Regions from separate parts of the Sus scrofa genome. Here region 2 is linked to region 1. A link is a contact called in public Hi-C data. All regions are on one chromosome and are shown on one strand. The core of a region is the stretch at or near the end of the contact, and the rest is flanking DNA. Distances in the headings are between cores, read along the strand shown.

Evidence for each region. Hi-C and Micro-C count contacts between places; a contact is called where the count stands out from the background.
Region 2: a contact with region 1 is called in a Hi-C map of skeletal muscle, with 2.4 times the contacts expected there. A contact is called at or near these places in 2 of 47 Hi-C or Micro-C datasets (heart right ventricle and skeletal muscle) and 1 of 2 datasets of targeted methods (skeletal muscle).

What each region holds. Positions count from the first base shown.
Region 1 is chr3:119,864,444-119,869,679 of Sscrofa11.1, reverse strand. No RefSeq gene overlaps it. Among named protein-coding and RNA genes, the nearest start is that of KCNS3, 120 kb to the left of the region's middle.
Region 2 is chr3:119,929,382-119,934,779 of Sscrofa11.1, reverse strand. No RefSeq gene overlaps it. Among named protein-coding and RNA genes, the nearest start is that of KCNS3, 56 kb to the left of the region's middle.

The DNA.
Region 1 (5,236 bases), core at 2,375-4,874:
TCGACCCCTAGCCCGGGAACCTCCATATGCCGCAGGAGCGGCCCAAAAAATGGCAAAAAGACAAAAAAAAAAAAAAAAAAAAAAAAAAAATTGGGAGTTCTTGGCATGGCTCAGCGGAGATGAATCTGACTAGTAACCATGAGGATGCAAGTTCGATCCCTGACCTTGCTCAGTGGGTTAAGGTTCTGGTGTTGCTGTGGCTGTGGTGTAGGCTGGTGGCTAGAGCTCCAATTCAACCCCTAACCTGGGAACTTCCATATGCCAAGAGTGTGGCCCTTAAAAAAAAAAAAAAGGCTAAAATATTTTAAAGAAATGTTTTAAATTATAGACTCAATCTTTAAATAGATGTAGGATCATTGGGATTTTTTATTTCTTCCTTTATCCATGCGATCAGTATTACAAGTTGTGTTTGTCTAAGAATTTGTCCATTTCTTCTAAATTTTCAATCTTTTACACAAAATTATTTAAATATATTTTATTATCCTTTTAATTTCTGCACAAACTATAGTTCTGTGTACTTTTTCATTACCATGTTAGCAATGTGTGTCTTCTCTCTCTTTATATTGACCAGTCTTGCCAAAGGTTTATCTTTTTTTTTTTTTCTTTTTTTCTTTTTTAGGGCTACACTGTGGTATATAGATCCCAGGCTAGGGGTTGAATTAGAGCTACAGCTGCCGGCCTATGCTGCAGCCACAGGAACCATCCCAGCCATGTCTGCAACCTACACCACAGCTTACAGCAACCCATTGAGCGAGGCCAGGGATTAAACCGAAATCCTCATGGATCCTAGTTGGGTTTCAATAACTGCTGAACCATGAAGGGAACTCCCAAAAGTTTATCCTTTTAATTAGTCTTTTATTTATTTCTTTTAAAGTGAGAATTGCAACAATTTAAAATTTTTATTTATTTATTTATTTATGTTTTTATTTATTTATTTACATATTTTGCTTTTCAGGGCCGCACCCATGGCACATGGAGGTTCCCAGGCTAGGAGCTGAGTCAGAACCACAGCTGCGGACCTACGCCGCAGCCACAGCAATACAGAATCCAAACCACGTCTGTGACCTACATCACAGCTCACAGCAATGCCAGGTTCTTAACCCACTGACAAGGCCATAGATGGAAAACACAGCCTCATGGTTCCTAGTTGTATTCGTTTCTGCTGCGCCATGACTGGAACTCCTAATTAGCCTTTTAAAAGAACCATCTTTTGGCTTCATTTGTTCTATTCTTCTTTTGTTTTCCATTCTATTAATTTTGCTATTATCTCTATTATTTTTCTCTTCTATTACCGTTAGATTTAATTTTTTGTCCTTTTTCTAACTTTTGGAGAGGGATGCTTACATTATTGATTTTTAGTTTTGTCTCTTTTGCAATATATATTATTAAGGTGATAAATTTTGGCATAGTCACAAGTTTTTATATGTTGTGGTTTTTATTGTCATATAATTCAAAACAATTTTAGAATTTTTTGTGATTTATTCTTTGACTCATGAGTTATTTAGAAGTGTATTTAATAACTAATTTCAAACATTTAGAGATTTTCTCTACATATTTTATCATTGATTTATACCTAAATTTTCTAATAATGAGAGAAGATACACTAAATGATTTTAATTTTTGAAATTGTTGGTGCTTGCTTCGTGATCTAATAAATACACAATTACACAATTTTAATAAATATTCCATTGGCATTTGCAACAAATGTTTATACTGCAGGTACTGGGGAGAGTTGTATCAGTTAGGTCATGTATATAAATTGCGTTGTTTAAATCTTTAATGTTTTGACTGATTTCTCTGCCTGCTAATATGCTCTTAAACTTAACACTCACTCTTTAATTTCTGTAATTTATTTTAAAAAATATAACTATTTTATTTAAAATACTATTTGCTTTATTTTAAAAATTACTATATATACTTTTTTCTGTTTTGTTTAATTGTACCAAACTTAATTACTGTATGATCCTTGATTTTGATGAATAGTCATCATTCTAAGATAAGTTCTTACTGGGTTCTTCCTTGTTCTTCTTAATTCCAAGAAATTATCTTAGAAGCTGAAATGTACATCACTCACTCTTCCTTTGGAAATGTCTATCTTCACAGCGTTTTCTTCTTCATCATTTTTTTTTTTTTTTTTTTTTTTGTCTTTGTCTTTCGTCTCTTTTTAGGGCTGCACCCACGGCATATGGAAGTTCCCAGGCTAGGGGTCCAATCGGAGCTATAGTCGCTGGCCTACGCCAGAGCCACAGCAATGCCAGATCCGAACCATGCCTGCGACCTACACCACAGCTCATGGCAAAGCTGGATCCTTAACCTACTGAGCAAGGCCAGGGATCGAAACCGCAACCTCATGGTTCCTAGTCGGATTCGTTTCTGTTGCACCACAACGAGAACGCCCATCAAATTTTTTTGAAGCATTAATTTCTAAAGGGAAGGCTTAACTTTAATTGGTAGGTAGGAGAGAGAAAATAGGATTGTGTTATATTAATGGTTACTTTCCAAAATCACAAATTTGAAGTCATTGTGTATCAAGGGATCATTTTCCTGATTTGTGAATTAGTGACGGAAAATCTTGTGACGATATAAACTTAAACCCACTTAGCAGTCTTTTTAAGAAATCATTACTACTGTCAGAAAGTAGGTACATGGACATAGATATAAAACACAGAGACGTTATGTTTGAATACTGGAAATAAGTCTGTTCCAGATAATTGAGATCATTCTGGTAGTTGTAAGTATGTAAACTGCCCTCTACAAAACATGTTGTCAGGGTGAAAACATATTTCAGTTTGCACCACAGCATTTTGTTATATCAGCATGTGGTCTGGAACATAATGACATGAGGAAGTGCACAGGGAAAAAGGTAACAAACTGAAGGAGTTATCTGAACAGTATTTATGCCTAGTAGTTACAGAAGACACTATTGCTGTTAAATTACTTGGGCGAAAATCCACTTCTGCAGAACTGAATCCTTTAGTCCCCTCCAGTGGTACCACATTATAGAAAAAGGAGGATTGAATTAGTGCCTAAGAGATCAGGGTCCCAATTAAGATTCAACTAGTCACCTGCTCTGTGATCTTGAGAAAAATCACTTCCCCTCTAGTTATTAGCTCCATTTATAAAAAGCCAGGAACTTCTGAAAATGGAAGTTCAGGCCGAGTTAAGGGAGAATCTACACATTAAGGAGATAAGAAGGGAGCCCCTAGGACGAAAACATTTGAGAATCTTTGAGGACATTTCCCAGTAGTTATGCTTCATTCCAGTGTTATCAGTTTATTTGAAAACAGATGACATTTTAAAACATGGTTTGCTGTATTTCAATCAAATCATTGGCCTCCAAAAATGAGCTATGTTTATTCCTGTGACAAAGTGAAGGATCTTGGACCACTATCAAGGAGTTTGTGGTCTGGGTTCCCGCTCTCACTCCCATAGCCCAGCCTATCACATCTCTCCATGTTGCCAACTGTGTATCAGACTATTTTAGGAGAGAGAAGCCCCTCACAACCCCTTCCCTTATTCCCACGCTTCTCCTGTTTTGCTCCACGGGTGCTTGGGATACAGGGTTTAAACAGGCTTCTTGAGTTACGCAACAACGTGTCTGTGCTAGTCTGGCATGGTATGAGAACATGATATCCCCCAGCTGGATTTGGGGGAGCCGAATTCCAAAGGCTGTGGTAGATGGTGACAGCTTCTAAAGGATGGTGCCCATTAAAAAAAAAAAAAAAGTTGAGAACTGGGGAGTCAAATTGCAGTGGCAAAGTGCTCTGGAGTTTGTAATGGGAAGAAACCTGTGCATGGTTCCTGGCCGTAAGACCCAGGGATGCAAGGCTTTGGAGAGGGGATACTGGAAAACTGTAACTAACTCCCTCTTGCATCCGCTTGGGAACACTTACTCCCTCACCTGTAGGGAGACACTGCTTTTTTTTAGGTCCAATGTCTGTATCACAGCTTCCTCTCCATTCCAAGCCCTGCCATCATTTTCAGTGACTTGAGAACCCGCGTGAGTGACAACCTATACTTTGGCTTTAGAGTTCTTTCACCTCCTTCACTTTGTGGCTCCATCTCCCTCTTTTCTTTTAGCACACATTCCTCAGCATCACCTGGAACCACACAACGTTGGAGAGCTGATCACGGTCTGCTATCCTCCCAGATCTCTTCCTACTTTTGCTCGCAATCTCTCTCTTCTGTTTCCTGGAAACCTCTAGTTTTTGATTCTCTTACTTCATCCAGTCTGTCAATACTCTCTTGTCTTATTTCCCTTATCTATAGAAACCCAGGCTTTCCTAAGCCGCTGAACACTTGAGCAACTCTATCACTAGGACCCTCAATTCATCAGTGTCTTCTCATTGTGTCCCATCTGAAGAATCCTCTCACCACCTGTACACTTTCCCTTGGTTTTCATCAAGCAAAGTGAGACAGTATGTGCTACCCCTCAACTTTTAATTCCCCATCCATCTACTTTATCCATGATATCATTTATCTTCACCTTTTTTATTTAGCCTATCAGTTTAGGCATTCCTCAAAACAAAATTAGAAATAAAGAAGAGAAAAGAAAGGAAAAGGAATTAAGGAAGGAAAAAAGAAAGGAAGACAAAAAGAAGGAAAAGAGCTATCCTTGATTTCAAATTCCCCTGTAGCTATGACCTTGTTCTTCTCATCTAAATTCACCCCAAACTAAATTATACTCACTGATCCCACTTCTACCATCATTCATTCAATTCAGTCACTTACTCAAATAGCTCTCATAGAGAACTGACAAGTTCCAGGCACTGTGCTAAGTGCTGGGAATTCCGAGTTGAATAAGACATGGTGCTTTTCCTTCAGTATCTTATGTAGTTTCAGTAGAGTGAACATACACAATTATTATAATACTATGTGTTTAGTGCAACAGCAGAAAGAAGCTGCATTGGGAGCAAGTCACGACAGTGTTAGGGTAATTGCAAGCATTGACCTGTAACCATGAGGGCAGATGAAGTGAAGAGTTTAGTGTCTTTGCGTTAGTGCAATGTAGGCAATGTTATTACCCAAGGCTGATAGACCAGGGTGGCAGTGACAGAGAAGGGAAGATGTTATGGACCAAACAATCATATTCACATTTTATGTCACTCCCTGAAAGACAGAGGGGTGAGAACAGGTTTATAAATACCTCTCGTAGATGGGGAAGAAGACTACCCATCAGAAGGTTTTTTTTGCTGCCCCTCTTGATAGAACTTTTCCATAAGCCTGGTTGTTTTCC
Region 2 (5,398 bases), core at 1,905-4,404, 66 kb before region 1:
TTAATAAAAAAGAACAAAAACCAGTTGGCAGAAGAAAAAGTGAGGAGATGAGATGCTAAGCGAGTGGCCCCTGGTATCCGTCCTGACCCTTTACGGCAAGAGCATGAATATTAACGGAGCAAAACTTGAGACCTGGAGTGATCATGGTTTTCTGCAATCACTTGGGTTCTCCTGCACTGCTTCCAGTTTTCTCCTCTTCTGCCTCTGCCCTGACTCAACACTGACCTTGATTCCTCTTTGCTGTTCTGCTCCTGCCCTCTGGCTTGTGCACCAAACTGTTCTCCCCACTTGGCTTTAGCAACACATCTCTGGGGACTTCCACTCAGGACCCTTCTAGCACTCTGTTGTTCCTGGCTGCCCCATCTTGGGTTCATGGAATCCAAATCCCCGTCTCAACAGTGCCGTCTGGGAGGATGGGACCCACTGTGACTACCGGCGACGGCATATCCATGCTGATTGACTCTCTTCGTCTGGTAGCTTCATTTGCATAAGCATCTGTTTCACCCATTTGTCTGCCTTTGAGGTGGAGCCTGGACTTGGGGCTTTTCACCTCTCTTGATGGTGTGTCAGGCATTTGGACTACTCGTGCACCGTAAGTCATGGGCTGCTTTTGTCAATTTGCTGATGGGACACTGTGCAAGCATTCTCAGGGCTATCACTTTACAAAGGAGTCTCAGGTTTCTGCTAAATAAAATATTTAGAAGCAGAAGGGCTTGCTTCTTGGCTGCAAAACAACATCAACAACACAAGCAACAATAACAGTCTCATCTTCAACGTTTGAGCACTTCTGCGGCGGGCAGGGTGCCAGATGCGTTACGCCCATTCTCACAAAATGTCATGACTAAAGATGAATTTTTAGCATTCTTCTACTAAGAACGAACTCAGGTGCAGAGAGGCTAGAGGACTCTCCCAAGGTCAAAAGGGTATGAAGTTTTAAGCAGGATTAAAAACTACATCTACGTCCTCCTGGCTCCATAGGCCAGATTTCCCCACGCCGCTGCGTCTTCTGGTTCACTCAGCCACATCCGTGGTAGTCAAGATGCCTGGTAAAACTGAGGGGCCTCAGGTGGTGTCCCTGTGTGACAAGAGCCTCACCTTCTCAATAGTGTCCATCTCCAAATAGCTACCGAGGTAGAGGTGATTATTCAAAATGAAGGCTTTTGCTACAATACTAGTCATAATCCATAGCAATTTATTTATATCTGCACCCATTCTGCCATTTTTCCATCTAAGAAAGTCATTCTTCTTCAAAACCATTTTCTTCACCTCCCTGTGTCCATTCACCTATTTGTTCTTTATTCATTCATTCATTCAGTACTTACTGGTACTGGGTGCCAGGTACTGTGCCCGGCCATGGGAATAACAGTCACTCATTCTTCAATGCCAGAGCATGTATCCATCCATCACCCCCTTTCTGTCACCGATGGCTTCTCTTTGCTTTGCTGGTTCTTTCCAACGCAACCTAAAAAATTGCCCAAATATTTTTCATCCTCTCTTGCCTCCTTTTTGTCACCTTGGTTTCCCTCTTCTGAGCCCAGCTTCCAAAGAGTTGCCTATGGTTTCAGCCTTTCCTTCCTTTCTTCGCATCCCCGCAGTCCCCTACCCCACCCCTCTCCTGGGATGGTCCTTACCGAAGTCACTCCACTGCACACTCTGAGTCCACCCTGGACTGGGCCCCTCAAGTGCCCTGGACAGCTTTGACCACTCCCTTCTTCTGGAAACCCTCCTTGGTGTCTTTGACACCACTCTCTGGATTTTTGTAAACTTCTAGACATTCCTTCTCTATCTTCTTTGGGGCTTGCTCACTCTTTGCCTCGTACTTAAGGATGGGTTCTGTGCAAGCCTCCCCTGGCCCCGCGCTCTCCTTTCTGTGCACTCTCTTCCTCGTAAAACCCCATCCACGTACAAGGCAAAGGCAGACATTTATGTTTTGGGACGTACTCAGTCCCCTGAGTGTCAGATCAAGAGAAAATCTCTTAGTAGGACGAGGAATATCACCCCAGGGGTGTCCTTCTAAGTTCCAAACTGACCTCATCCTCTTTCTAAGATAATGATCCTCTATCCTGTCTGTTTCAGGGACTGGCAGTACCCTCCTCCGCCCCAGAGGCCTGAAAGTCATCTCCCAAGCCCCCCACTTCAGGTCCTCCCTCCCTTCCCCTTTCCTTCCTTCCTAATTCCCATATTTCTCAAGTTTTGTGCTAGTTAGTGGGAGAAAAAAAGTAAGCAAAAAACCAAGTCCTGGCCTCTGCTTTCATGAACTTACACTTTAATCAAAGTCCTGTAAAAAGAAATGGAACATTGCATTTGTGATCAATATTGGTTTGGAAACATAAAATAAAAGTCTTCCCCGTAGGAACTGAGATGTCCGTTGATACAGAAGGAAGACTATGCACGAGCTATTTAAAGGTAGAGGACAGGGTCTCAGCAGGGGGAACAGCACATGCCGAGGCTGTGAGAGGAAGCCAGGTGGTTGAAGGACATAGACGAGTCTGAGATGGCTGCCACAGGGGGCCTGGCTGAGGCTGGGTGGTGGCAGGACCGACCATGCAGGGCCTGGGGGGTCCTCTGAGGGGCTCTGGTCTTCACCCTACAAGTACATGAGATGTTGCTTCAGGGTGTACACAGAGGAGTGACCTGATCATTTTGCAATTTTATCTTCAAGTGTGGAGAAGAGAGGAAAAAGCATGGATGCGGAGATGCTAGTTAAGAGGTGTGAGATGCTGGCAGCTTGTTAGTACAACCACCGAGAACCGAGAGCTGTAGGTCCCTTTACACAAGGCCTGTCAATTTGGCTTGAAATAATTCAATTCACCTCTCTGAGGGGAGCGACCTGACTTCAATGATGTGAGCCCAGTGTCTTCCGCAGATCCAGAGACTTGATGCGATGATTTAATGTGAATCCTCCTGAGGAAGCTGTTTTGCTGCTACAGAAGGGCGTTTTGCAGAGGTTCTTCCATGGGCCCTGGACCCCTGTCAGATACCAGCCAGGACTCTGAGGTCGCCCTTCCAGCAGTGCCCTCAGATCACAGTCCAGAGGCATCAGCAGTGCCTACCTTCCGTGGCCAGTAAGACCCCCCAGTCAGTGCCAGCGCCTCGGGGAGTGGTGGCTTCCCTCCCCGCCTGGCCTGATGGTCCTTCCTATGAGGCAGCTGCCCTTTTGTGCTGAGGCTTTGATTCCAGCGGCACAGCTGGGGGTCACGTGAAGCCAGGGTTAAACGAGGCCACTTCGAACTGCCAATTGGACGAGGGGTTTTAAATGAATTACACATTTTAATCCTTCAGAACTGAAACAGGGAATGGAGCCAGAATCCGAATGTGAAATGTTTAGGGGCTGAATGGGGGCTCATTGTTAAAACGGCTCATCATGCTGACTCCTGAGACGGACCACTTTGCTCAGCCGACATCCTGGTCTGGCCGCTGGTGCCTCCTTTCCCCAGACCACGAGACCCTTCCCCCCTCACTGTGGGACGCCGCACACCTTCGGTTTTCTCAAGATTAGGAGACCACCCTACCATTAAGACACCTCCAACTTTCTCATGACTACGTGAGTGACCACCAGAGTCCAGCTGCAGGTGAAAGATAAACTAGCCCCCCCCCTGCCCCCCCCGCTTCAGGGAATCCGATTTCCCATCCGTGGGGTATAAGAAGGCCCTGCGAGAAGTGCAGGGGACTTGCTCTTCTCAAGTGTCAGTCACCCTCTCCTTTTCCTTCTAATAAATTTTCTTCTATTTGCCTGAAAACCTGGCTCGTTCTCTTTTTCTCTGCACTCGCCTTACATAATGCATCTCAAATTTTCCCCAAGGTGCCCCTTCCTCCCAGGTATGTGGCTATTTATTGAGGGAGGGTATGATCTATTTACCCCCATTTTAGGAAGTCTCATCTTGCAAGAACATCAAAGCAACAAGTAGATGACAAAGGGACGTAGGGCATGCTGGGGAAAATCTTAATCCTATGGCAGGATTTGGAGGGGCTGCTGGAATGCATGGGTGATGGGGCATCGTACAGAAGGGAAGAGTGGGGATCTGGGGGCATCTCTTGGTTGTGAGAGCGCCATGTGGATAGACAGAGATGCAGTAGTCACCCTGCCTTGTCGATCGGGGGTGGGGGGAAGGAATACATTCAAAAAGCATTTTAAAGAAATCCTTTTGTACATTTTATGTGAGTAACAGTTCCTTCAAAAGCCTTCATTGAAGTTCTGTGTTATTCTTCAAGGTCTTTGCCATTAGATTTGTGTCTCATTTCATGGGTCAGGAGTCAGAGGCATGCCTCAAGGAAGCCCAGACATTTTGATTTACAAATAAACAAAGGAACGTGTCTGGACTGCTTCACTGCACTGTGTCTCTGGCAGGATTTTGGGGTTGGCACTAAGCGTTGCCAGTGTCGCGGGCTATTGGTGGAATGATCAGTACAGGGACTTTAAACAAATATGTACATTGGCTCATTCTGGGCTCTCAGAAATTCATAGGCTGTCAGAATTAGAAGGCATCTTGTAAATCATTTAGCATTTTACCGATGGAGAAATTGAGGCTCACTGAGGGCTATCACAGGCTATTGTGTAATGTCTCAAGAACCAGAACTTGACATTCTGGGGACAAGAGCTTGTTTCTTTCGTGCTTCTTTTTCCCAGTTCTCTCACATCCTTAGGCTCCATAGCCAAAGTGGACTTTAGGAACTCCCTCTGTCAGTGAAGACACTTTCAGTTGCAAACAACAAAAACAGTTGGTAGATAACTTAAGCAAAAGCGAGAGGTCATTAGAAAACACGAGGAAGCCTCACTGATCGGTAGGAAGAGCAGAAACCAAGCCGTGGGGAGGGCAGGACCAGGGCAGTGCAGGTTCTCCAAGGACGCGTCTCTGGAGCCCTCGCTGACAGACTCCAGCTGCTGGGTTTTTGGACTCAGAATAATCATGTGGTTCTTTCAAAAAAAAAAAAAATTTTTTTTTCCTCCTCTTTTACCATCTCAACTGAAAGCTTTTGAAAGGATCAACATTTCTCAAATGATTCTTGTCTGTTCAAAATCATCAGAACTTTCGTTGATGACAAAGATGATTTTTGCCCCTTTGTGTTCAAGTCTTTGGATAAGTGCTTTCGGCCTGATAGGTGTTGGGAAGGAGGGGACAGTTGGAGGAACCTAACCCTGCTTGGCCGTAGAGGTGGCACTTAGGCTAAACGGGTGGGTGTGTGATAATTAGGTGGGATGATTGGGCTTTAGTGAAGATGGGACAGTGTTCTAGGCTGAGAAAACTTTGGTCAAAGGCAACATTGGAACAAAAGGAGTGTGTTGGACTGAGCTGAGACTTGAGGCCATTGAGGCAAATGCCGGGAAGCCGTGTCAGGTTGCAAAGGACTTTGAGATCTGGGCTGACAAGCTTGGATTTTTATCCTGTGTCCCCTGGGG